Regions from separate parts of the Mus musculus genome. Here regions 1, 2, 3, 5, 6 and 7 are each linked to region 4. A link is a contact called in public ChIA-PET, HiChIP or PLAC-seq, capture Hi-C and promoter capture Hi-C data. All regions are on one chromosome and are shown on one strand. The core of a region is the stretch at or near the end of the contact, and the rest is flanking DNA. Distances in the headings are between cores, read along the strand shown. Region 1 holds the start of Sec11a (SEC11 homolog A, signal peptidase complex subunit). Region 2 holds the start of Kif7 (kinesin family member 7). Region 3 holds the start of Mesp1 (mesoderm posterior 1). Region 4 holds the start of Rccd1 (RCC1 domain containing 1). Region 5 holds the start of Pex11a (peroxisomal biogenesis factor 11 alpha). Region 6 holds the start of Pde8a (phosphodiesterase 8A). Region 7 holds the start of Wdr73 (WD repeat domain 73).

Region 1 (2,700 bases), core at 91-2,590, 620 kb before region 4:
GGCCTCGAACTTGCAGAGATCTACCTGTCTTCCCCCCATCACCCACTTGTACGAGATGCTTTTAAAGCTTCCCAACTAAATAGCTTATTCACCTTTTTTGGACCCACAGGATTTTGAGCTGCTCTTGGGGCTCTTCAAGGCACAAAATACAGGGTCAAAGCTCATTCCCACTTAATTTGAACTTAGGTTGAATTTAACACTGACAAGCTTATGTGAAGGTTTCTACTAGCCAGAATTTAGATCGAGAACCACATCAACAGTTATTAATGAAGAAGTCATTCTGATACACATATCTGGTACTGTCACGGAAGCTGGGATACCTATGGGGCACCCCATGGGGGTTTCTATGTATTTTCTTTTATAAAACTTTCTAACTTGGAAATTCTAAACATTTCCTATCCCATCTCAGTAAATGTAAGGTTTCTACTAATAGTTGAAGATAGTCTTTCTCTCTTTCCTCTCTTTAAATTCAAGTACTGATTTTGTGCCTTATACATGCCAGCTGTGCGGCCACCACTGGGAATTTAACAGTGAACAAGACATCAGCGGTTTCCTTTCCATTCTCACACCTACTTTATTGTGCTATAATTCACATACCATACAGTCCACTAAGGCGCACAATTCAATGGTTTTAGTATATACATGGAGTTGTACATCTATCACCCACCAAAAGAAACCCCATGGCAATGATGTCACTTCTAATCCCCGCCCCTGTGAAAATTTGCGGGTCAAATAAATGGCTCACATCCAAGTGTCAGGAGACAAAGCAAATCACTGTTGGTAAAGGTCAAAACTGAGACGGGTCTTCCTGGCCACCTGCACCACCAGTGCCCTCATGACACTAAGGCATCTTGTGATCAATTGGCGTGTGTGTGTGTGTGTGTGTGTGTGTGTGTGTGTGTGTGTGTGTGTGTATACAATGCTTTAAAAGACACACACAGCTTCCGGTAGCGAACCGCAGCGTGCTCCACCTGAGAACAAACAGCAAGGCACCACGTCCCGAGCCACACCCGTGCCCCAGCAGCACGCAGGAAGACACCGACTTCGCGCTGGCGCAGACTCGGCTTCCGATTGGCCAGGCCTGTCCAAGGGCCCGCCTTCCGCACGCTGTGGGCTTAGCTAACCTAGGGTCACTGTCTTCGGGAGCCGCCGCGCGGGCTGAGCACAGAAAGCAGCCTTCAGCCGGTTCTCGGCCGGAGAAGGCTACGGTCCTTTTTTGACAAGGCCAGGCCCTGGGCTGTTCTAGGGGGCTCACAAGTCATTCTTTGTCCATTCTCTGCTCAGAAGGGAGGAGCTTCGCCTGCTCCCGCCCCGGAAGCGGAAGTGCAGGCATCAGGGGGTTCTGTCCACGGTGAGCCCGGCCCGTGTTGCAGCGGTCCCTCTTGGTGGTTCTATCGCGCCCTCTTGGCTGCTAGTTGTCGCGCTCTCCATCTCACCATGCTGTCTCTAGACTTTCTAGACGATGTGCGGCGGATGAACAAGAGGCAGGTGAGACGGGCCGCCCTCTCTCTCTCTGCCAGGGTTCCTCTGGTCTCTTTGCCGTTGCGGGGCGCCCCGCGGATCTCTGGGCGGGATTGAGGGCCTGCGTGGGTCGGTTGCCTGTATGGATCATTTCTTTCTTTGCAGACTGTAGGTAGCCAAGACCTCTTTGCCCCCATTCATAGCACCAGATTCGGGGGACCGAGAGGGAAGGAGAGAACCTTTGCGATCCCTTCCCCCCGAGGAGGCAGGGGAGTAAGTGAAAACTATAGGGCGCTTTGTAAGTGGGAGTTTGGGACACTGTAAAGCGGCAGACTTAACCGTTTCTGGTGGGGCTCTGGGGAAAGCCATTACAGGTCCCACAGGAGCCGTTGTGTTGCTTTCATTGTGTAGCCACCTTTCAGCCCAGCTAGACCTCAGTGAGCTTCATCCATTTTAACTAGGGTCACTCTAAGCTCGGAGTTGAATCTGTTATACCACTTGTGTGCCAGTTTCCTTGGCAGAAAGGTGACAGTCCACTGAATCTTTGATGATAGATGTCAGTGGAACAGAAATCTTGAAACTTAAATCAGATTTTATCCTTCAGTCTTGCTGTCTTCTAGCTCATGTGTTAGAAGGTACTGAGAACACGGTCACCTTTTTGTCTCCTGAACCGAATGTTCTGGTAGCAATTGACCTTTTCCCTGCCTCCCTACCCCCCTCGTATTTTGGTATTAAGAATTGTCTCATTTAAAGATTTGGTTTATTTTGGAACAGGACTTTGTTTTGCCCTGTTTATAATTATTACATAGAAAAGTAGGTCCGTCTCTTCTTAGACATACATACAAAATTGTGAGACATTCCAGTCAGAACAGCTTTAAGGAGTAGCTGTCACTTAACTGTCTTCTGTATGGACTCCTATTTCGGTGATGGGGATCAATACCAGGGCCTTGCATTCATCACAGGCTACCAGAACCGCGCTTCTAGTTTTGAAAGACCTTATTTTTATTACTTTATTTCGAGACAGAGTCTTGCTATGTAGTCCTCCTGCCTCAGCCTCATGAGAGGTAGATTTATAGATATATGTCACAACATGGCATCACTGGCTGGTATGACTCTGCCCTGTTGCCTGGAACTCACCGTGTAGCCCAAGCTGGCTTTGAGCTGGACTCCTGCCTTCGCATCTTGAGTCAGGGTAAATAACCGTATTTTCTTTTTTAAGTTTGTTTGATTGTTTTTCAA
Region 2 (2,700 bases), core at 95-2,594, 610 kb after region 4:
GGGAAACCCATCTGCCCTCCTTTCCTCCAACTCTGCCCTCCCAGAGAAAATGTCTGGCTAACACATCATCACTTTATCACTCTTGGGCTCCCCGTTGCCAGCAACCCACCCAAGAGTGCCCACCCAGGGGCTCAGTTTTTGACCATGTGTGAACATCACCCCAGCTCCTTGCTGGCACTCCTCACCTAAACTCTATAAAAGCCCCTTGCTTTAGCGGATGTGTGACGTCACTGACCTCCACCTGTGAGATCGGTGAACCCACCAGAGATCTGCCTCCTAATAAACCTGCCTGTATCTACTTTTAATCTGGTCTAATCTGGCCTGTATCTGTGTCACCAAGGGAGAGAATATGCCTATCAGGGACCCCCGGCCCCTGCTTATCTTACCAATGAGACACCACATGGCCTCATCATTGGCCTCACTTCAGGCTGTGATTCTACTGTATGGGGCTGAGTGTTTTCTCATATAGATCTGGGAGAACTGGACATTTCTGCAGCCTTTAATTATGCTGCCTCTATAGCAGGCAGTCATCTGAATACATCTATCAAAATTTGTTTTTCTTTAGTGGTGTTTTAAGTGATAAATATGTATTCTGGGATGGTGGTGGTTATTCGTGGTACTTGGGATAAAAAAACAAGACTTCCCTCATGCTAGGCAAATGCCCCACTCTGCCTCTCCCAGTCTGCTTTCCAGATTTTTTATTTTTGTGTTTGTCCAGAGGCTACACCTCTGTAGCCAGGATGGTGCTGATCCCCTGCTGCTCAAGGATTCTGCAGAGTTCTGGGATTATAGGCATGGGCCACTCACCCTGGCTTGGATTCTAGATTTGAATTACAAATTCAACAAAGCATGGTGTTTCCAGTCAAAGAGATGGACAGCCAGCTTTGCCTCTCTGGATGACAAGTGTCCCTTGACAGTGACTCTAAACTGCGATTGAATCTCATAAATCCTAAAATGAGACATAGTTTTAGGAACTAAAACTTCCTAGGGAAGGTGGTTTTGTTGTTGTTACGTTTTGTTTTTAATGAGGATTATGGCTTAACCCTGGGAGCAGAAAGAAAGAAGTGGGTCTATGAGAAGACAGATGTCTGGTGCCGATTTCCCAGTTTTCTAAGACCTGAAGAGAAGCCACTGGCTGCTTCCCTGGGCCCGCCCCCCGGCAGAGGCCCGCCCCTCCCCCATAGGAGGGCCCGCCCAGCCCCGTCTGCGGACCGACTTGGAGGCGCCCTGCCTGCGCCTCCGCCCCCGAGCGCCGGGGCAGGCGGGGTTGCGGGTGAAGGGAGGGATGTTTGGGGGGGCGGGGGTCCCGATGACGGCATCGGAGCGCGCCGGGTCGGGGCGCCGAGCTTGGCTGCGCGTCCCGGGACTGCGCTCGCACTCTGGCAGGTGGGTGTGGGTCCCGAGGGGATGGAGGGCTAGACAGGGCTCACCCGGGAGGCGACTGAGCAGCCCCCCATCTGTGCCCCTCAGCTTACTGCGAGCTCCCTCACTGGGCGGGCCGGGCCAGGAGGAGCAGCCTGCGAGGGTCCACGTTTGTAATCACTTTTGCAAACTTTCCGGGAGGGCCTGTTCCCAGAGGCCGATCGCGCGGGTGGAGTTGTCAGGGCGCCTTTGAGGCTCGGAGCCTTGATTGTGGGGAAGGAGAAGCCGGGACCACACACAGCTCCAGAGTCTACCTGGGGATTGGAGTGCCGCCAGGCACTGTTACCTCTGTGTACCCAGGCTCCAGCACCTAACCAGAACCGAATGAATGAGCGGTTATACAAGCAGAGATGCTAAACAGTAAATACGAAAACAACGAAGTGTAGCGTGGGATACTGCGGTTGAAGAATGTGGTGAGAAAGGAGAAGGCGAGATTGGGGGCGGGAGGGGTCCTCACGGATTGCTAGATAGTATTGTACCCTGTGCTGGGTGCTGATGATAGAGTTCGAAATAGACAAAGAGGGTTCTTGCTTTCCATGGGGAGAGAGACTCTGGCTCTGGCATCCGTGTGGTCAGTGTCTGATGTGGGCAGCACAAAGGGCTGTCTGTAGTGGTGATGGGACAGAGCAGAGCAGCTTCCCTGGCCCTGTGGGGAAGGTGAGCCCAGCCCAAGCGTGGGTGGATGAAGATGGTAACACAGAGGTTGATGGCCTGAGAGGAAAGGCATGGTATTCAGGAGATGGGGAAGGTAGGGAGTGTGTTCTAAGCTTCCTTTATTGTTAGTGGGGTGTAAAAATGAGACTGTCACAACTGTGTTTTTGAAAGATGCTCTAGACTGCGCGGTTGGAGAGGTCGGGGAGACTGAAACTCGGAAAGGGAGCAGGCAGAAGTTATCCCTTCAGGGTGTCAGCAGCATGACTGGTTTTGGCAACAGGATGAGGAGTGTAGCTGATAATCTTGAGAGATACTTAGGAGATAGAACTGGCAGAGTTGGGGGTGGGTGGGTATGGGGGACTTTTGGTATAGCATTGGAAATGTAAATGAGCTAAATACCTAATAAAAAATGGAAAAAAAAAAGAACTGGCAGAGTTTAGTGATAGGAATTTGGTCTTGAAGGATCTTTTGGCTTCTTTGAAGAAGATGGGCAGGTGTCAAGCAGTTTCAGGGAGGAGCAATGGTAGAGACTTAGAAGGGGGAGTGGGACAGCTGGAACACAAAAACCGGAGATATCAAGTGCTGGGGCTTTTTTTATTTTTTATTTTTTGGCCAGGGGAGGAT
Region 3 (2,700 bases), core at 177-2,676, 530 kb after region 4:
ACTGGCCCAAACTCCTCTTGCCTTCATTTTCCAAATGTTGGAATTACAGGCATGTGCGTGTATGCCCAACTTCTGGAGACTTTATTAATAAGCATGTCACATATAAGTGGGGACAGGTTTGCTTTAATCTCTCAATTTGTATTTATTTCTCTTTATTTTTCCAACCTAGTCCCTTCATTCAGTACAACACTGAACAGGTATGGTAAGAGCAGGCATCCTCAACAGCCAGGCTCACAACTGCAGTAAGCTGAGGCAGCAGGATCAGGAGCTAAAGGCCAGCTGGGTTAGAGTAAGTTTGAGGCTAGCCTGGGCTACATGAGACCATGTTTCAAGATGTGGGAGGAAGAACACTGGAGAGACGGCTCAGCAGTTAAGAAGAGCACATGTTGCTCTTGAAGAACCCAAGGTTCTGTTCCCAGAAGCCACCTCAGGCAGCTTACAATTGCCTGCAAGGCCCGATCCTAAGGAACGTGACACCTCTGGCCTGTGTGGGGGCACCAGCACACACACACACACACACACACACACACACACACACACACACACATCTTTAAAAAATAAAAGGCAGCCTATGAACCTAACAGGTAGCATCCTATGAAATAGATTATAAAACTGCCATTGGGACAGATGAAGGTTTCTGCTTTTCAGGGTTTTTGGGTTTTGTTTTGTTTTGTTTTGTTTTTTCCAACACAGGATCTTATGTAGCCCATGTTAACCTGGGCCATATACAGCTAGGCCTGGCCTTGAACTCCTGACCCTCCTGCCTTCACCTCCCAAGTGTGCCACCAGCTCAAGGAGTTGAGTTTTGTCAAAGGACTTTTTACTCACTGTAGCTGACCAAAGCAGCAGAGCTCCAGTCATGGGAGGGCTGGGAAGGGGACCAAGCTCCCCATCTTGCCAAGACTAGAAGTGACTTGTAGTGTGGGGAGGCAGGCTCACCTCTCCCCCTGCCCGGACACCCCAGCAACCTCACAGGTCGGTCGGGATGGTTTCTTCAATGTGCCTCCCATAGCCTGGACATCAGGGAGGACTACAGGCCACATCCAAGCCTCTGGGAAGGACTGAACTAGAGTTCTCTCCGTGTCTAGAGGTCCCTAGTCCACAGTTGGCCAATGCAATCCCGAAGTCTCTTGTTATACAATTTGTAAATTAAAGTGATGGAAAAAAATGGCGTAGGGTCCCTAATAAATGAAGGTGTACCCTAAGCCTAGGAGCTAGACTTCAGTTCTCTGAGCATGGTTCTTTCAACTGGCAGTCCTGGCCATAGGTGCCTGACTTACTGAGGCCCCAAATATGGTCCAGGTGGAGCAGACTGGACTAAGGGGTCCTGCACCTCAGAGCCCCTGCTATGGTTCAAAGGGTTCAGGCCCTGCCCCCCTCCTGGCTCGAGCCGGCTTTGATATGCTGATGAATTCTGGAAGGGGCCCGCTTCACACCTAGGGCTCAGGATAAAGCTACAGCGGACCCAATGGTCAGGCCTCCGCTGCCATGGCCCAGCCCCTGTGCGAGCCGCGCTCCGAGTCCTGGATCCTGAGTCCCGCTGGTCGGCAGCCACCGATGCCTTCCGATGGGAACAGCGTCTGCTCCCCAGCCTGGTCCTCGGACCCGTGGGACGGTGCCCAGGCCAGCAGCCCTGCACCACCCTGCGCCCGCCCGGCCCGGCGTGCTGGGACCCCGGGTAGGCGCGGGACGCACGGTAGCCGCCTGGGTAGCGGACAGCGGCAGAGCGCCAGCGAGCGGGAGAAGCTACGTATGCGCACACTCGCCCGCGCGCTGCACGAGCTGCGCCGCTTCTTGCCGCCATCCGTGGCACCAACCGGCCAGAACCTGACCAAGATCGAGACGCTGCGCCTGGCCATCCGCTACATTGGCCACCTGTCGGCTGTGCTGGGACTCAGCGAGGACAACCTCCGGCGACAGCGGCACGCGGTGTCACCTCGAGGCTGCCCGCTGTGCCCCGACAGCGACCTGGCGCAGTCGCAGTCGCTCGGTCCCCGTTTAAGCCCGGCCGTCTGCAGCGGGGTGTCGTGGGGATCCCCGCCTGCCTACCCTAGACCCCGAGTCGCCGCAGAATCGTGGGACCCATCGTTCCTGTACGCAGAAACAGCATCCCAGGAAAGGCAGGAAATGGAGCCCAGTCCCTCATCTCCGGTTAGTAACCCCTTCCCCCACACTGTCGAGGTGGCGCCCCCTACTGTTGGTGCGCGACGCACAGCCCCACGTCGCGGACCAGCCTCTCTGCTGCACTCAGGATCTCCCTTGGGCGCATCCCCGTGTGCCCTGGGTGTCCGAACAGGGTGGGAGTTGGACAGGCAGGGATTAAGGACGCTTTGCTTGCTCGCTTAACCTTGAGCGTGGAGCGGATGAGCGCGGACCTGACCCTGGGGCAGGTGTTGATTGTGGCGCTGTTCACTCTTCCTGCAGCTCTTCAGCAGCGACATGCTGGCTCTTCTAGAAACCTGGACGCCGCCGCAGGAGTGGCCGCCTGCCTGAAGAGTGGAGGGGACAATGCAACGGATGATTGTCACCCTGTCTGAGCACAGACACTTTTCCTTTGGTCTTGGCACCTTCGGAGGGAGTAGATCCTGGAAGAGGCGGCAGTGATACCAACATGGGCATCCCGGGGTGGGAGCTGGCCCTCATCCAGACTGTACCATTCCAACCCTCCTTGGAAGGAGGCGCCCAATAGGGTACACGCTC
Region 4 (2,700 bases), core at 169-2,668:
CACTGGCTGGAGATCTTGCAGGCCCTGCTCCTCAGCCCCAACCAGGAGCTGCAGCACCGGGGCACCGTGGTGGTGCTGAACATGATGCAGTCTTCGAAGGAGATCGCCGGCACCCTGATGGAGAGTGAGGTCCTGGAGATCCTGTCAGTGTTGGCCAAGGGCGAGGAGAGCCCAGTCACCAGGGCTGCCGCAGCCTGCCTGGAGAAAGCAGTGGAATATAGACTCATCCAACCCAACCAGGACGGAGAGTGACGATCGGCCCGGGGCCCACAGCTCACGCATCTGTCACCCTTCACAGCTCTGAGTCAGCACTGGGATGCTCGATACTTGCCTCGCCTCCACAGCTGCCACAGTTGCACTTTGGTGTTCTCAGGACACACAGCATACAGCCCTGCCCTGCCAGCACTCAGGAGGGCCCTGTCTGTACTGTAGAGAGCTGAGGCTGGGGGACGTACATCCCATTCAAGCCTGAGGATTATGGGCATCAAGAAGGAAGGACACAACAGCATCCTCACATGCTGGGAGCATCATCAGAGCCTGCCAGCAGGCTCACCCCGCTAATAAATTCTGTGGAACTAAAGCATCTGTTTGTTGTTGTAGGCGGGGCTGCTGAGGGTGGGACACTCAGGAGCAACAGCTGGACATCAGCAAAGTGTGCTGTAGAGCGCTGTTGCTGTAACAGAAGGAAGCCAGTGGGCCCATGGAGAACCTTTGTAGACAAGGCCTTAATATGGGTAGGACAGGCTGGCTTCAAACTGATAATCCTTTCTCAACCGTTAAGAGTTGTAGGAATTACAAGTGCCAACACCCACGCTGGTTTCTTTCTAAATCCTGGTGAGTTAGCCTAAAGCTTAGGAAGCTGATCAAATTTCAGTGTCTTTTTTTTTTTTTTTTTTTTTGTTTGTTTGTTTGGTTGGTTTTTTCTTTTTCTTTCTTTCTTTTTTTTTTTTTTTTTGGTTTTTTTTCGAGACAGGGTTTCTCTGTATAGCCCTGGCTGTCCTGGAGCTCACTTTGTAGACCAGGCTGGCCTCGAACTCAGAAATCCGCCTGCCTGTGCCTCCCGAATGCTGGGATTAAAGGCGTGCGCCACCACTGCCCAGCTTTTTTTTTTTTTTTTTTTTTCAGTGTCGTTTTTTTATGCTGGTCCTTGGATACATTTGTCATGATATTGTGAGTTTTCTGTGATCTCTACCCAGTCTGTGTTTGGAATTTGGGGTCAGTGTGCGCTTCCCTCGGGGAAAATACATTTTTCTGTAACTCTGCCAGGTTGAAGGAGAAACAGGACTCAAATAGATTCCCTATATGGCTAGGAACACCGGTTTCTTAGAGGCTGGAGTCCAGGCTTGGCACTCATTGGCTCAGTACAAGTAAGTGACAGAGCCTGGGCCAATCAGTGAAGGCACTAGTACTACAGCTTCCTGTTTGGCCCTCAGTCCTGCGCTTGTTCAGTAGTGAACGACCTCCTTCCTTGTTCAAAGGGAATGGAGGGTGTCAGGGCTTGGTCTTCGCCCGCCGTTTCCCTCGGATCGTCAAGAGTATCCATTCATTCAGTGGTTCCAACCGCGTCCACTGCTGTTGGCGCGCACAGGAGACTTCAGCCTACTGCCTGGTGGCAGGTAACCCGGCGCATGTGTGCCGGTCAGGCGCGCCCCAGTGGTGACGTCACCGCTCGTGCCTGCGATTGGCTCCGAAAAGCTGGCGCACCGAATGACCGCGTTGCTTGGCGCGGAGGCCCTTAAAAAGTGCTTTACTCCGCCGGCCATCTGTTCCCCGAGCCATACATTACTATGCGCTGCTCACTTTCAAGGTTTCCTGCTTAAAGGGCTTTCCTGATGAGTTGAGGGTACAGGCTAATGGGAAGATGAAAGATTCCTTTGGTTGGGGATCCAGGAGCTGTAGTCTCAGATCTGACTTAAGAGGCTCGAGAGTGTCTGTAAAATTCTGATCCATTCGAGTGAAGTGGCGTTGCATTTTGAACCGCGCGACTGTCTCCCAATTTCAGCCTGAGCTCCCTGGGACCCATAGTCATCACATTAAGTCAAAGGAAAGGCGCAGCAAAGACTTCTTGAATAAACGACCGAGTAAGGTCCAGTGGAAATTGTCCAAATGCCTCTGAAACCCGGTAAGAGCCAATGGTCATTTTCGTCGTTAAATTCTACTGTGTAAACTAAGCTAGGACTGTTTACACTTAAATTTTGATTTGTATTTATTGCAAACAGTTCTGCTAGGTAGATACAAGCAGTGCTGTCCCCACTCGCCTTGTAAAACTGAAGTTGTGCAATAGGATCCAGGTGCACAGGCACGCCCACCTAGGTCCCAGGTGTTTATTCTTCTTGTTGGGACGAGGCTTATAAATCCATAGGACACGGCTCAGCTCCACACTTGCTGTGTGATTGGGAGTCTAGAGAAAAATGGAGTCAATTTGAATGGAGACTCGGGGTTAAAGTTCTCAAGGCTAAGAGACTGGAGCTGTGGGCCTCAGATCCTAGTGTTGTATCTGATCTCCCACGTACATGCCTCACAGTTCCCTTGTGGTAATAGAAATAAGTTCTGGGTTGCAAAGAAAGAGACCACTGTTAAGGCCTAGATGGAAGGTTAAGGCCTAGGTAACCGTTACCTGGACAGCCTGCCATTATAAAGAAACTTTCTCATGTTTGTGCTGTTCCTAAGGAACTTTCTAATGCTAAGATTGATTATATA
Region 5 (2,700 bases), core at 17-2,516, 580 kb after region 4:
CTTCGGGCCTGCAAGTGTTAGGGGCAGGCCCGAAGCAGGGAATAGAGAAAAGTAGGCGACCCGATTTCACAGACACACCGAGCAAGCTTATAAATTTCCTTTCAAGGAGCAGCTTGCAGAGCTTCCACCAGAGACTCTGGGTTTTCTCACATGCTGTCCGCACGCTGCTCCCACCCTTTCACCAAGCTGCTGCTTGGGAACCTCCATTGTAAAAAGCACGGCTTTCTCTTTTCCTCCTCTTCTTCATCTCTCTATTCTTGGAAGCTACTGAGATTCACAGTTTGCCCTGTTGTCTTTTTTTTTTTCTTTCAAGCTGGCAGTAAAATCGCCCTCCAGTTTCAATCTGCAACTATTTCTTTTTTTTTTTTTTTTTTTTTTTTTTTTTTTTTACTAGCCCACAATAGGGAGCCTTGCTGTCCGCAGTAACAAGTTAGAGCATTAGGAAAGCCTGCCAGCTGAGGGAGGACCATGTATTGTGCATTATTGTACAGTTAATGTGGCCCAGGTCCCTGCAGGGATCAGTGAGCGTAGCTCAGCTGGCTAGAGAGGCGTCACTGAGGGGTCCTGGCCCACAAGCTTTCAGAGAAGCCTAGGAACTCACATGTTACCCCATCCTTAGAAAAGCACCTCTGGGGCATCCCCTAAGAAGGTTGGGTGACGAGACTGAGGCTGTGTTTCAGCAGGATATTCCCACCCAAGCCATCAGAGTCATTGCTGGAATAATATCATAAAGGGGTAGGGTAAACAGAAAGACAGGGGAGAGGTAATGAGGCGAGGAAGGAGGGAGAAGCGGTGAAAAGAAGAAAATTACTAAGTGGGGCTCCATCTTCAAACGCCACAGAACCAACGATCAGCGGTGCAATGTCACTGATCTCCCTTGCCTGTGCTTTGCTGGTGTGGAGCTTGTAGGATTTCCTCAGGAATCATTTGGTTTTTCAATAATCCTAATAGAAAATTCTCCCACTTTACTCCCACTCTTCTGCTAGAAACACACCCCAGGAACTGACTTAGCTCTGTTGCCTGCATCATAAGGCCTGACACTGGGAAAGGATGCGGCCTGCAGCCTGAGAAGACCATTTAGCATTCCTGATGGGGTTCATGGGTACCTGGGGACACCTGGACGCCTGAGGCAGGGGAATGACCCACTCAGTGCCTCTACCTGGAAACCAAGACGGGAGAAGGCCACGACCTTGTGAAACTCAGCTCTACTCACAAGTCTTGTGGCTTGGCGTCGCCTTAGTAACTACCACTTCCGGTACTAACCGGAACTCCAAAAGCCGCGTTTCCGAAGGTGTGCCCACCCCCGTGTGGGCGGAGAGACGAAGTCCCACCCACCTGGCAACTAATCTGTTCCCGCTGTCCCCCGGGACCGGCGACGTCCCAGGGGACCCACGAGGGAGCGGGCGCAACGCGTGGCTGTGGGTGGGAGCCATGGACGCCTTCATCCGAGTCGCCAACCAAAGCCAGGGCCGGGACCGACTTTTCAGGTGAGTCAGGTGCTGTCGGCCTCCGCCCCCGTCCCTTCAGGACCCAGGGTTTCTTCTCGGAGAAAGAGGTCACAGCCCGGTAAATCGAGGCACGAGGCCGCGGCCAGCTCCCACTGAGGAGTTGCGAGCCGAGCCCCTCCTCCCTGTGAACCCGGAGGGACTGTGCGTGTCAGCCACCTCGGTGTCTCGGGAGGTGACAGCGGCCCATGAGTGCGATCTCCTAACTTTCCCCAGGAGAGGGAAAGTTCCCAGCCGCTCGACATCTTTCCTAGAGATTTCTTTTCCAGAGAAACTTGGAGCTTCTTTTGTAGCTAAGGAAACAGAACACCTGTAGTTTGGAGCGCTCGTGAAGTCGTAACTCACGGAAAGACAGATTTATCTTCTTTATCTTCATTTTGGTCCAGTCTGCGCCTTGGAGATATCAAGCTGTTAAAAAGCTGCTTTGTAAACTGTAAACTGTACAGCGGACAAAGTGTTTGAACAATACCTCCCAAGTACATAGTGTACTTTCGAAATCACCAATGCGTGTTTAAAACTAATCCTACTTCATTTTTTTTTAAAAGAGAAATTTGAATGCCCCTCGGTGATCATTTAAAAGAAAAGGAAAAGGGGTATGTGTGAAACATAGGAGTTTAATTTAACAACACTTCTTTTCCAGATGTTTAAGTGGTCAACCTCTAAAATTAACTAAGCATACAAGTAAGAAAAGTCCTAATGGTGAGACTTGACTGTACAGAGCCTCCATTGCAGCCCTGAGATACTTTAATATTCTAATTTCACATATAGGGAAACTGAACCAGGAGGCTAGGAAAAACTAATGTGGCCGAGCCAAAAGATGCAGGTCCACATAGTTGACTCCAGCACCAGCCCACCTCTTCACTTAGGCCATGCTGCCTTTCTGTTTAACTTGATAGAGTCTCAGAATGGCTGAGGATTAGCCATGGTTCATTAGAGGTCAACACATATATCATTTCAGTGGTCCCAGAATGTACCCTACACTGTCTTTAATTTAGGATATATGTATTCAGCAAAATTTTATTTCCCAATCTTTCTAAGGAACTATATAACCATGAACAAACAAACCAACTAGCATTCCTAAAATAATGCCCTGTTTTCAGCCACTATTGAACCAAACCTGAGAGAGGAAGCTGTATAACATAAGCAGTGTGAGCCTCTGGTCAGAGAGTGAATTCTATCTCCTGCTCTCACTCTG
Region 6 (2,700 bases), core at 69-2,568, 890 kb before region 4:
AAACCTGAACTTCAGATAAAGCGTGCAGTGAAGCCAAACCTATGTTCCAGGTTACATTTCAATGGCCCCCAAAAAAGTGGAAAAGTGAAACTGCTTGTGCAATGAGAGGACAGAGGTTGGGATAAGCTAGGCAGGGGGTGAGGGGGGGGGGGAACTGGTGGCATCTAAGACCCTTCCCAGTGCGGACAACCCTTGCCTTTCTACTCTGGGAATGCCAGAGCAAAGTGCACTCTGGTTTACCATGTCAGGAACGTGCCGGGGATATCCCGGGTCCCCCACCCACCCCGCTGGGAGAAAACTGACTCGCCGCGTCCGACCCCGGCCGGGAAGGAACGGACACGGCGGATCCCGCGGCGCCGCGTCATAGCCCTGTTAAGCCTCGGTCCGCGACAGCCCGCAAACGCGGGCGGCTGGCGTCGGTCAACGCCAGGGCGGCTGCCTAGAGGGCCCCCAGTGCCCCGCGTTTGTTTCCCCGCCCTCCCAGTGCGGCTCACCTTCGAGGCGCCGTTATCCCGAGGCTGAGGCTCCACGAGCCCGGGCGCGGTCGACCATCGCTGAATAGATCTCGGCGCGGGGCCCGGGACGTCCACGTCCACGTCCTCGTCCTCGCCGTCGCTGTGGCTAAACGTTCGGTTTTCGGAAGTGTGGATGCTCGGGGCGCAGCCCATACTGGCGGCGGCGGCACCGCGGACTCGCTGGCGGGCAGCCGCGATCCGGTCAGCAAACGGCCCGCCCGGCGCCTCGGGGCCGCCGCGGGCGCCGTGTCATCGCGGCCTGAGCGGGCGGGCGGGCAGGCGGGTGGGCGGCGGCGGCAAGCGCGGGTCTCGCGTCAGGAAGCGCGGCCGCCCCTTTTATTGCGCTGCGGGCGCGGCGGCCGTGGGGAGGGGGCGCTGGGGCGAGAGGCGCGCCGCGGACGCCCCTCCGAACATGCCCTTCCTGAGGCGGGAGCCGCCGCTGTCTCCCTCACATCGCCGCGCGCGCCGCAGCCGCCGCGCTTCCGGGGAAATGTCGGGGGTGGAGATTTGCGCTCTCGCCACCGGGAGCCGCGAGCCCGCGCCGCGTTTGCACCGCCGCCCTCGCCTCGTCTGACTCTCGAGGAAACGGGCGCTCGCTCGCCTGGCGGTGCCTCTCCTCGGCCCGGCGGACGGCTGGGTGAGCGCCCCTAGTCGGGCTACCGTAGGGGAGCCCAGCCCTCGGCGCCCGCACTCCGAGCTGGGGACCCGCTCGCTGACGGAGCGAGCGCCTCGACTCCGGTCGGGCCGCGCCGTCGAGAAGCGCCGAGGCGGCTGCGCGAGCCAGGAGTTGAGCATCCGAGACTCCCGCTCCGTGCTCCGGACCGCGTCTTGCGGGCAACTCGCCGCGCCCAGCCCCCAGCGGTGACCTCCAGCGGCTGCTGGCGTCAATGCAAAGCAGCTGGGGCGCCCGCCGCCCGCTCCCTGTACCGCCCGTCCAAGAGCATGCGCGGCCGCGACCGCAGGGGCACCTAGCCAGCCCGTCCGGAGAAAGGAAAGGACTTGCTGAAGGATACAGAGCCATTCTGCTTCAGGGGCTACCGAGTTCGTTCACTGTCAGGTCACTGTGTTTGAGATTTGGAGCTATCGTCCGTTAAGAGACCAGTTGGAAGGACCTCAGTCCGAAGCGTTCCGAAGTCCATGGGGAACTACACTCCAGGTCCCAGGCGTTATTACCAGGGATAGCCCTTGCTCCAAGACCTGGCACGTCACGCCTCTGGTTGCACTCAGACCTGTGGGACTGCAATATTTCGAAGTTGGTTAGGGAAAGCCGGTCCTCTTAACCAAAGGACGATTCCAGGTTCGACAGTCCCAAGGATCCGAACCAAATGAAGAGTTGTGCGTCCGTCCAGCAGGGATCAGAACTGCAGCCCCCCAAGTGCTACCAGATAGCTAGCTGTGTGACTCCAGATGAGTCTCTTAACCTCTCGGTAGCTGAAACTGGAGGGCGACGCCCCTGGGTGTGCATCTGATACCCAGAGCCAGCCACTTCGAGGGCCTTCCCGCCCTTCTTTGCTCTCTAGGTCCACCGGGACCCTGGCGGGACCGGGACGTAGCTTCCTTTCCTCAGTCCACACCTTTCCTACACGCACCCGGGTGCGACCCTGAGTGGCTGAGACTCCTGCCCGCGGACTGGCTACTGTTAAGACCCGGAGATGTGCTCCGGGCTGAAGTCCCTGCTGTGACAGACACAGGTGCTTGGTCCCTGTGGCAGCTGCAACGTCCTTGAGCATCGATCTTCGCCACCAAAGGAGGATACAGGGCGGCTTCCGGAGCGGATAAGGCTGGAGCAGCTTTAGAAACTGGTTCTCTTTTCTGGCCTTTGGCACGCGGCTCCTTTGTCAAGTTAAAGCACGCTGTCCTATAAAAATATGACTGGCTCCTCCAAGGTGTCTTGAAAAACAGGAAAAGTTTTTGTACTGACACCCGTTATTCCACCCAGTCTGTGGTGTTTTCAACTAGCAGTCTTAGAGGGTAGATTTTTTGTTTTGTTTTTTTTTGTTTTGTTTTGTTTTTTTTCAGCTGGTAGCTGGATCCCTAGAGAAATTGCCTTTAGCCAAGATGCACGTACAAGTCTAAGGCTCTTCTCTCCGCCCACCAAAAGTCTGGCCTTGACAACTCCACAGTGACCTTGCTAGTGAAGCTCCAGGAAGCCCCGGCCCTCCCCTCGCGGACTGGCTCACAGCGG
Region 7 (2,700 bases), core at 143-2,642, 580 kb before region 4:
TTCTGGGAAAACCAATCCCCCTGACTCCTCAGGTCTTCCAGGGAGAAAGGTTCTCACTGAGAGGCTCAGCTGAGAGCCTGCAGCTGCCCTCCTGGGTACACTCAGCATTTCCCTGATTTGTGGACTCCAGAGTCAAGTCTTCCCTTCTTGCCTTCAGTACAGGAGGCTGCTGGAGCCACTACTGCAGAAGTGATGCCAATAATGGAACAAACCGGATGCTGGGCTTAGAATGTGTCCATCCAGGGAAGCTGACAATGGAACCCTAGCAGTGGCCTCCTCTGGATGTAAATCCTAAGCTCAAATGTGTTAATCTGTTACTGTGATTTCTGGTTGGGTCACCAGGAATGTTAATGATGCAGACACAAAGTCTTTCCTGCTGTATTTCTTGCTTCCCTGGTGAAGTGGTGAATAAAAATACTGCTCTTTACACAGAATGTCTGGGCCTCTCCTTCCACCCACATTTGAGGAAAGAGGGAAGGGTTCTGGAGGGTGGCATGTTCAGAGAGCTAGGGTGGTCTTAGAAAAGCCCCATCACCCCCCACCATGGCACCAGCCAGCCAGCTCTCAGCAGTCAGGTGTTGTGTTGGCTGCACTGATCCAGCCACGAGTGAGTTCTGCTACCAAAAGCTTCTTCCCCTGCAGTGGGGGGCTACCTACACTATGCTGCACTCGCCCCACCTTTGATCCCCATGGCAAACTTTAGTGCACTACCTGGTGCATACGGGAGAGAGCCACACTAGAATCCAGCCCTGCTGTGTTCTTTTTCTTCTCCGAATGTAGGGTCCTCCATACATGTTGCCAAAGTTATCGAATAAAAATTAAGTTGGAATGTCAGATACTTTGTTGATCGTGTCCTGTGTAACAGTAGACTGGCCTCGAACTCTCTATGCAGCAGATGATGACCTAAAACTTCTGATCAGTCATGCGCCACCGCGCTGGGTTTTTTGTCTATTTTTACGGGGTACTGAAAAGCTAACTCCGTGCATGCCGGGCAAGCACTCTAGCAGCTGAGCTACATCCCCAGTTAAACAAGATTCCTTTCATTTTAAAAAATAAAAAAGTCCTTAAGTATCCTTTACGGACAATACACGCAAACTTAAATTAACTGTTCACTTGAAGTGCCAATTAAGTCTGTATTGTACCTGCTTTGGGACACTGACAGCTCTTTGGCTGCACATTCTTGATCCTAAATATACATTAGGGGTATATTTGATGTCTCCGATCCTGCTTGTAGCTGACATCGATGGATCTGGTTTTTTTGCGTCGTTTTCACCCGGACTCTGCACACAGAACAGAAGAAACATCAACAGGGCTTCGCGCAGCGCTGAGCGCTTCCGCCCCAGCCAGCGGAAGACCACGCCCTCTCCTCGCGAGAGCGCGCGCCTGCCCAGGAAGTCTGGCTGGCGGAAGTGGAGCGACGGAAGCCACAGTTGCTATGGAGCTCGCTGAGGACTGGCTCGTGGAGTCTTTGCGATTGTAAATTGGCCCGTGGGCGGGTCTGATGGGCAATGGGAGAGGGCGCGTGCGGTTGTGGGCTCGTGGGCAGTGCCCAGGCACGGACCGATGGAGGTCCTGACCCCCGGCCTCTAGCTCTGGGACTCTGGGTCCTTTGTAAGCAAGTAATGTGACCAGATCCGCGCATGTGAGGGCTGATAAGGCACACATGGCCGGTTACCCTGGGCCGGATTCTAGGTTAACTTGAACACAGGTTTCTCCTGATTGTTCACCTCAACTTGGGGAAATCAACTTTATGGGAGTTCCGCAGGTGAGGAACCAAGGCTTGGTTCCTTATGGCCAGCCCGGTCTCATACACCAGGGAGGAAAATGCAGAAGAAAAGATTCAGCCCCATGTTTACCTAACTCCAGAGCCTGGTTCCACCAGTCCTTCAGCGATCTCCCAGTTCTTGGTTAGCTGTGCGTCGCGTGATTTTTGTAACCCTATCCTGCAGGTACCAAGACTTCCATGCATTTGACCTCTCAGGAGCCACTCGAGTCCTTGAGTGGATTGGTGAAAAAGGTAATATATCTTGCCTGCTACTAAACGAGATGCGTTTCTGCCTCATGGGCTGAATTTTAAAGTCTGAGCCGCTAGGGAGACCCATTCAACTTCCATCCCCTGACACAAGGCTACTCAGAGAATGGGGAAGGTATTGGGAGAATTTATAAATCCAGCCACGATCCACGATATTTCTAACTCTTTGTCATAGTTACTGTTTTATTTCAGGAGTCTTTGTTGCTGGTTATGAAAGTTTGAAAAAAAATGAGATTCTTCATTTGATACTACCTCTCAGGCTCTCTGTACAGGAAAACCAGGTAACTTAAATAGAGAAGCTGATTATCTGTGTCAATTTATTATGCATTTCTGGAGTGCCTGTTACTCTGCCTGACAAGTACCTGGGGCTGCCACAGAAGGAGGGGGGGGGGGCGGGCGGCGGCGTGTGCAAACCTTTAATCCAGGCACTTGGGAGGCAGAGGCAGGTGAATCTCTGTGAGTTTGGGGCCAGCTTGGTCTACAGAACGAGTTCCAGGACATCCAAGGTTACACAGAGAAACCCTGTCTCAAAAAAAAAGAAAAACAAAACCAAAGTCTAGAACAAGGCCCCTGTGCATGGGGATGAATGCCAAGGACAAGCAGGTGGTCGCAGGAGAGCTGCTACAGGCAAAGAGCAGTCTTACTTTATCAGAAATAGACGTGGGCTG

What was found. Promoter capture Hi-C pulls out the DNA fragments that hold promoters and counts their contacts. ChIA-PET counts read pairs in DNA pulled down with a chosen protein or histone mark. HiChIP or PLAC-seq counts read pairs in DNA pulled down with a chosen protein or histone mark. Capture Hi-C pulls out chosen DNA fragments and counts their contacts.
Region 1: a contact with region 4 is called in an RNA polymerase II ChIA-PET map of memory CD8 T cells, with 26 read pairs. The contact joins the promoter of Sec11a here to the promoter of Rccd1 in region 4. A contact is called at or near these places in 6 of 39 promoter capture datasets (cranial neural crest, erythroid cells, fetal liver and 2 more), 1 of 484 Hi-C or Micro-C datasets (CD4 T cells), 2 of 115 datasets of contacts at active chromatin or transcription factors (memory CD8 T cells and thymic regulatory T cells) and 1 of 9 other capture datasets (liver).
Region 2: a contact with region 4 is called in an H3K4me3 HiChIP or PLAC-seq map of embryonic stem cells, with 2.5 times the contacts expected there. The contact joins the promoter of Kif7 here to the promoter of Rccd1 in region 4. A contact is called at or near these places in 1 of 39 promoter capture datasets (neural stem cells), 2 of 115 datasets of contacts at active chromatin or transcription factors (both in embryonic stem cells) and 1 of 9 other capture datasets (embryonic stem cells).
Region 3: a capture Hi-C map of embryonic stem cells shows a contact between it and region 4, with 2.4 times the contacts expected there. The contact joins the promoter of Mesp1 here to the promoter of Rccd1 in region 4. A contact is called at or near these places in 4 of 39 promoter capture datasets (cranial neural crest, hippocampal neurons, liver and 1 more), 2 of 115 datasets of contacts at active chromatin or transcription factors (bone marrow-derived macrophages and large pre-B cells) and 1 of 9 other capture datasets (embryonic stem cells).
Region 5: a promoter capture Hi-C map of embryonic stem cells shows a contact between it and region 4. The contact joins the promoter of Pex11a here to the promoter of Rccd1 in region 4. A contact is called at or near these places in 3 of 39 promoter capture datasets (cranial neural crest and embryonic stem cells) and 1 of 115 datasets of contacts at active chromatin or transcription factors (astrocytes).
Region 6: a promoter capture Hi-C map of liver shows a contact between it and region 4, with 4 times the contacts expected there. The contact joins the promoter of Pde8a here to the promoter of Rccd1 in region 4. A contact is called at or near these places in 2 of 39 promoter capture datasets (liver and pre-B cells) and 1 of 115 datasets of contacts at active chromatin or transcription factors (embryonic stem cells).
Region 7: a contact with region 4 is called in a promoter capture Hi-C map of neutrophils, with 4 times the contacts expected there. The contact joins the promoter of Wdr73 here to the promoter of Rccd1 in region 4. A contact is called at or near these places in 6 of 39 promoter capture datasets (hippocampal neurons, liver, neutrophils and 2 more), 2 of 115 datasets of contacts at active chromatin or transcription factors (bone marrow-derived macrophages and memory CD8 T cells) and 2 of 9 other capture datasets (adipose tissue and liver).

What each region holds. Positions count from the first base shown.
Region 1 is chr7:80,946,190-80,948,889 of GRCm38.p6, reverse strand. Sec11a (SEC11 homolog A, signal peptidase complex subunit) reads left to right here and starts at 1,340. Exons shown (of 6, transcript NM_019951.1): 1 at 1,340-1,488. The coding sequence starts at 1,438.
Region 2 is chr7:79,714,351-79,717,050 of GRCm38.p6, reverse strand. Kif7 (kinesin family member 7) reads left to right here and starts at 1,344. Exons shown (of 19, transcript NM_001291222.2): 1 at 1,344-1,386.
Region 3 is chr7:79,792,316-79,795,015 of GRCm38.p6, reverse strand. Mesp1 (mesoderm posterior 1) reads left to right here and starts at 1,426. Exons shown (of 2, transcript NM_008588.2): 1 at 1,426-2,151; 2 at 2,425-2,700. The coding sequence starts at 1,489. The coding sequence ends at 2,493.
Region 4 is chr7:80,323,172-80,325,871 of GRCm38.p6, reverse strand. Rccd1 (RCC1 domain containing 1) reads left to right here and starts at 1,418. Exons shown (of 9, transcript NM_173445.4): 1 at 1,418-2,122. Unc45a (unc-45 myosin chaperone A) reads left to right here. Exons shown (of 20, transcript NM_133952.2): 20 at 1-580. The coding sequence ends at 252.
Region 5 is chr7:79,741,697-79,744,396 of GRCm38.p6, reverse strand. Pex11a (peroxisomal biogenesis factor 11 alpha) reads left to right here and starts at 1,266. Exons shown (of 3, transcript NM_011068.2): 1 at 1,266-1,487. The coding sequence starts at 1,432. It overlaps Wdr93 (WD repeat domain 93), which reads right to left and starts at 1,248. Exons shown (of 18, transcript NM_001381990.1): 1 at 1,160-1,248.
Region 6 is chr7:81,211,883-81,214,582 of GRCm38.p6, reverse strand. Pde8a (phosphodiesterase 8A) reads right to left here and starts at 1,318. Exons shown (of 22, transcript NM_008803.3): 1 at 495-1,318. The coding sequence starts at 668.
Region 7 is chr7:80,899,961-80,902,660 of GRCm38.p6, reverse strand. Wdr73 (WD repeat domain 73) reads left to right here and starts at 1,392. Exons shown (of 8, transcript NM_028026.2): 1 at 1,392-1,476; 2 at 1,950-2,017; 3 at 2,225-2,313. The coding sequence starts at 1,436. Nmb (neuromedin B) reads left to right here. Exons shown (of 3, transcript NM_026523.4): 3 at 158-434. The coding sequence ends at 193.